2 separate regions of the Pan troglodytes genome follow, and region 2 is linked to region 1. The links are chromatin contacts, called in public capture Hi-C maps. All regions are on one chromosome and are shown on one strand. The core of a region is the stretch at or near the end of the contact, and the rest is flanking DNA. Distances in the headings are between cores, read along the strand shown.

Region 1 (2,590 bases), core at 53-2,552:
ATATGGTGAAACCCCGTCTCTACTAAAAATACAAAACTAGCCAGGCGTGGTGGTGTGTGCCTGTAATCCCAGCTACTCAGGAGGTAGCTGAATCGCTTGAATCTGGGAGGCGGAGAGTGCAGTGAGCCAAGATTGTGCCACTGCACTCTGTTTCAGGAAAAAAAAAAAAGATCTATTGAGCCCATTTGCCTCAGGACCTTCCAGGTCTTTGTCATTCCTGTTTCCAGAGTCCTGAAGGTCATAACCATGGCCCACATTCCCCCCATTCCCAGGGGAGTGTCTAGACTTTCTGACTCAAGACAAATTACCAAATGTATAAATGCCCATTCTGCTTAATGACTTTACTTCCACTTTTCACAGACTCTCAGATGTGGCTAGAAATAGTCCCAAACCCTGTAATCTTTCATAGAGCTGAGCTAAATTAAGTGGGTAGTGTTCCTCCAGAATTCCTCTCCCAAGCACTTACCACTGATGTACGTCCCTCCCTACTTTGCTCACAGAACAGATGTTTGAAAAAACGTCACTTGACTGTGAAGAAGGAAAAAATGTTACTAAAACGTGGATTTCCACACCCACCCCCATACATAAGTTCTTGGATCTACTGCTAATGCACTCTTCATGCATATTTATTCAACACACTTACTCCTCCACACATGCACACACATATATGCAATGGACTCCCTACCCTCACCATTCACATGAACATTGTCACAAGGATTTTCTAACTTATATTTTTAATATTTTTGCTCCATAACCATGGCTTTGAGCTAATTGTTTCACATTTTCTTAATGTACACCAGAAATGGCATTTACATCTCAGTCTAGCATCAGGTTCACTGGCAGGCAAGGCAAAAAGCACACATTTAAATTTGGTCATAGCTAGACGACAGAGCCACAGACCCCTGCTTAATTTCTGGTGTCCTTGGCCGGCTGCCTGAGAAGGAACTCTGTCTGCTGGGAACTCAGGCATTGGATGTAATAAGCACTGACTTCCACATGAAAAGACTAAAGCTTTGTCGTACAGAGAGCACTAGGTCTTAGGCGATGACTTAGTGCCTTAGATTCCCATATTAGCACAAAGGTTAAACCTGACACTATTAATTGCAACCTTTCCAGATAATTATTTTCTCCTTTACCCTATTGGGACCGCTTGTGTTCTCCGAGAAAACTCCCTGAGGTGAGCTTTCCTTACTTGCCACCTTCTTTTGTCTTCAGGGAGAGTGAAAACGAGGCATGGTGCAGCTCGGATCAAGCGTTTGCTGTCTCCTGCCTTTTTACCATGGCGACACGACACACCGAGCGCACTTTGAGAGCGAGAACTGTCCTCTAGAGGGAGAGACAGGAACACACACTGGAGGCTGAATGTTGTCTGTATCATCCCCAGTAGTTCTGAATTGTCATACTTTGCAGGAGGACCCTGGCTGGGGGCCTGCATTTTTTTCTCTGTGACTGAATCCTCTCTTGCTGGCTCTGTCGCAGTCAGCCACCCTTCGCTGTTGACTGGTCCTCATACATCCATGAGAGCCTTGGGAAGGGACACACTCTTTCCTTGGCTCTTCCCTCTAAACGGCAACACAGGCCCTCCAGCTCCCAGACCAAATGGCTAATGCTGGGGCTGAAAAAACTGTACACCAAAATGAAGGCCTCAGAGCAGCCACAGAAGCAAAAGTTTTTCTCTGATCTTCTCCTGCCCTCCCCTGCAACCCAAGCCTAGCCATAAAAACTAGAATCCCTCTTCCCCCAAGGCGAGGCATAGAAACCAGAACCCCTTTTCCTGAAAGCCAGCCAAAAAACCTAAAAATATTCCATACAAAAACGGGCCAGAAATAAATGATCTGACCTACCTTGTTTGACTGTAGGTCAGAAGACACCCATTGCAGAGAGCCCCCATTCCAGAGAGGGTAAAAGTCCCCATACCCAGAAGGAAGGAAAGCTACACAGGCAGACCAAGAAGAACCTGAACAGACAGGCCTTGTGGAGTCTCCCTGCTCAGTCTATTCACAGTAGATCAGACCCTTTTTGTCCAATCATATTTCTACGTGGCTGTCCATACCTTGTTGAACCTAAGCATAAAAATGGACAATTTTCCTTGTTTCTTTGGGTCTTCATTCTGAAGCCTCCCATGTATACATGTGAAATAAATGTGTATGCCTTTTCTCCTATTCATCAATCTGCTTCATGTTAGTGATCTTACAGCAAACCTTTAGGGGACCAAGGGCCTCAGCCCCCACACTAATCTTAGAATCATAGGTTGAGGCTGGCTCCCACCCAACCACCAACTGACATCTCTGAGGCCAGGGTGAGCTTACTCTTCAACACCAGGAATCATCAGGCTTCTCCATTTCATGCAGGAGAGACCCAAAGCCCTCTCCCAAGCCCAGGAAAAGGGAATGATTTGTTTTCCTCTTCACATCTTGTAAAACTGAAACTCCATACTCATTAAACATCAACTCTCCATTTCCGTCTCCTCCAGTCCCTGGCATGCATCATTCTACTTTCGGTCTATGTGGTTTTGACTACACTTATACCTCATATAAGTGGAATTATACAACATTTATCTTTTTGTGACTGGTTTATTTCACTTAACATA
Region 2 (2,590 bases), core at 66-2,565, 120 kb before region 1:
TTCCATTTTACCTTTGGGAAAACTGAGGCACAGAGAGCTAAGTTAACTAGCCCAAGGGCACATTCTGTCTGATCCAAAGCCAAGTTCTCACGAGTACATCTTACCATCTCCTTTGCTCCCCATGGTCCAGCTATGCCGAATGTCTTTAGTTCTCTGAATGACTTTAGTTCTCTGCTTCTTTATGGCTCTGAGCATTTGTCATGTGGTTCTCCTCTTTGAAATGACCATCTGTATCAGTTTCCTATGACTTCATAACACATTGCAAACATAACAGCTTAAAACACCCATTTATTAGTTCATAGTTCTGGAGGTCAGAAGCCTGAATGCAGCATGACTGGGTCCTCTCTTCAGGGTCCTACAGAGATAAAATCAAGGAGTCAGCTGGGACTAAGTCTCATACAGCTTGGGGATCCCTTCCAAACTCCCTGCTTATTGGCAGAGTTCAGTGCTCTTGCAGTGGTAGGACTGAAGGCTGGTTTCTCTGCAGGCTGTCAGGCAGGGGTCGTTCTGAGCTCCTAGAGTCAGCCTGCATTCTTTGCCACGTGGCCCCTTTCATCTGTAAAGCCAGCAAAGAAAATCTTGCCAATGATGAGTTCTTGCCGCTTGTCAAATCTCTTCTGCCAGGACAATCCAGTCCCTTTCAAAGGTTCACCTGGCTAGGTTAGGCCTACCCAGGATCATCTCCAGATCTTAAGATCAATTAATTTGGGAACTTTAATTACATCTGCAAATTCTCTTCACAGAAGCACCTAAATTGTTTGATTGAATAACTGGGCAAAGGTGTGTGTACACTGCGAGGGGGATGGGCTGAGAATCTTCAGGGGTCATCTTAGAATTCTGCCTAATCTTCAAAACTCAGCTCAAGGGTGACTTTCTTGATGTCTCTAGGCCAAGCTAGGTCCACCCCCTCTACCCCACAGCATCAAATACACACTCTTCTACTGGTCCATTTCCCCCCATCTGGGCTGTGAGATTCTTGAGATCAGAAACCAAGCCTTGGTCATCTTTGTGTGCCCAGCTCCCGGAATAGCACCCGACTCTATATTTGCTGCCTGAGAGCTCAGGATGTGCTCAAGCAAGCCCTCCAGACGAGAAGGGCATTTTCATTAGAATTGCATGCATCGCAGGTACAGGGCTGTTGACGGGACAGCAAGTGCTTCCGGGAGGTCCCAGGAAACGTCATCGGCACCCTACGCTCCAAAGTCTTTTAGCCGAGAACCATGGGCAGGCCAGCACGCCTTCTGAAAAGCCCAGTGAAACCAGCCAGCATCGCCGTGACGGTGAGGCAGATGGGCCACTAGGTGTCACTCAAGATTCAATAAAGAGAAACGCGGGTGCTTCGAAAGCCGTTTCCGCCCTTCTAGGGAAGGGAGCTGGTTAGACGGTCCCCACCCATTGTTTTTTGGTTCACGCTCCAAGCCTTCCGCGGCTCTTCATTTCCCTTCGCGGACAAGTCTGGGTCTAAAATAGGACCACAGAATCCGAAGCTATAAGGCTGGGGGCCACCCGACCGGCTAATTCAGCCTCCCGATTTTGTGGACCAGCAACCAGAGCCGGGAGCTTGCGCAGGGCGGGGAGCAGAGCCCCGCTTCAGCCCCTACGGGGGTCCGCGTGCTCCTGCCTACCCTCGAGCAGCAGTGAGGAGGCGTGGGCGGGTCCCGGCTCTCGGCCTGGGTGTCCAGGGTGTCCAGGGTGTCCTGGGTCGTCCCGGGGGCTGCACCGCGAGGTGTCCCTCAGGACCACTTCCAGATGCCCAGGCCGCATTCAGCTGATTCAGCGCCCGTGCTCCAGAACCCAAGACGAGGAAGGTGAAAAAGAAGGTCTCGTGGATCTGTTAGGACCTGACCTTTCTTCAGATCGTCTCAAACAATCGCTTCTTTCTTTGTATTTTAGGGCTGGGGAGTGGGGACGCACCTGGCTTCCTGACAGCATCTGCAATTGACCACAGTCCTTTCACTTGTGCCAGGGGGAGGTTCGGGGCTGAAGGGAGGGGGTCGCAAAATGCTCGTGCAAAGCACCTTCTTGGCAGGAGTTTGGTTTTTCTGCCCCCACCCTCCTACTTTCCCCGTGGAAGAAGTGGCTGTCCACGCGCGAGGTTCGAACAGGCTGCAAGACCAAGGCACCGCGCGTGCGGACTGATCTTCCTCACCCCCGGCAGAGGGCGCCCTTCTCCCGCTCCAGCGCCCCGCCGGGCGAGCCCCTCCAGCCGCGCCCTGAGCCCTGCCTCGTCCAGGCCGGGCCTCCAGCGCCAGGTGCCTGCAGCCCTACCCTGGGAGAATTACAAAGCTACTTCTGTCCGACCTTGGGCACAGCCTTTGAATGTCCCGTTCCTTTTGCTCCTAGCTGACTTACTGCTCATTTTTATTTTCCTAAGTGAATATTGAAACTTATTTGCATTTTATGGAGCTCCTGGTAACAGAGGGAGCTTACCTGGCAGGGTGAGAATCCCGCTAAGGAAGTTGGCTCAGGACGGAGGTTCTCGCCAGGGCTCACCCACAAAGGGAATAATCCTATCTATTAGACAAATAATTTCCTTTAAAGCTTGCAAAGCGGGGCGGACGCGGTCGCTCTTGCCTGTAATCCCAACACT

What was found. Capture Hi-C pulls out chosen DNA fragments and counts their contacts.
Region 2: a contact with region 1 is called in a capture Hi-C map of stem cell-derived neural stem cells, with 2.7 times the contacts expected there. The contact joins two enhancer-like sites. A contact is called at or near these places in 3 of 7 Hi-C or Micro-C datasets (induced pluripotent stem cells and stem cell-derived neural progenitor cells) and 1 of 1 other capture datasets (stem cell-derived neural stem cells).

The regions. Positions count from the first base shown.
Region 1 is chr10:100,821,378-100,823,967 of NHGRI_mPanTro3-v2.0_pri, reverse strand. The region is part of intron 2 of LOC107967602 (a long non-coding RNA gene); the gene reads left to right. Among named protein-coding and RNA genes, the nearest start is that of PLXNC1, 160 kb to the left of the region's middle. Within about 2 kb of position 1,302, at least 5 of the 24 cell types and tissues checked have an H3K27ac peak or open chromatin away from gene starts, as enhancers often do. A contact at or near this core is called in stem cell-derived neural stem cells, where this site is marked.
Region 2 is chr10:100,937,141-100,939,730 of NHGRI_mPanTro3-v2.0_pri, reverse strand. No RefSeq gene overlaps it. Among named protein-coding and RNA genes, the nearest start is that of PLXNC1, 46 kb to the left of the region's middle. Within about 2 kb of position 1,315, at least 11 of the 24 cell types and tissues checked have an H3K27ac peak or open chromatin away from gene starts, as enhancers often do. A contact at or near this core is called in stem cell-derived neural stem cells, where this site is marked.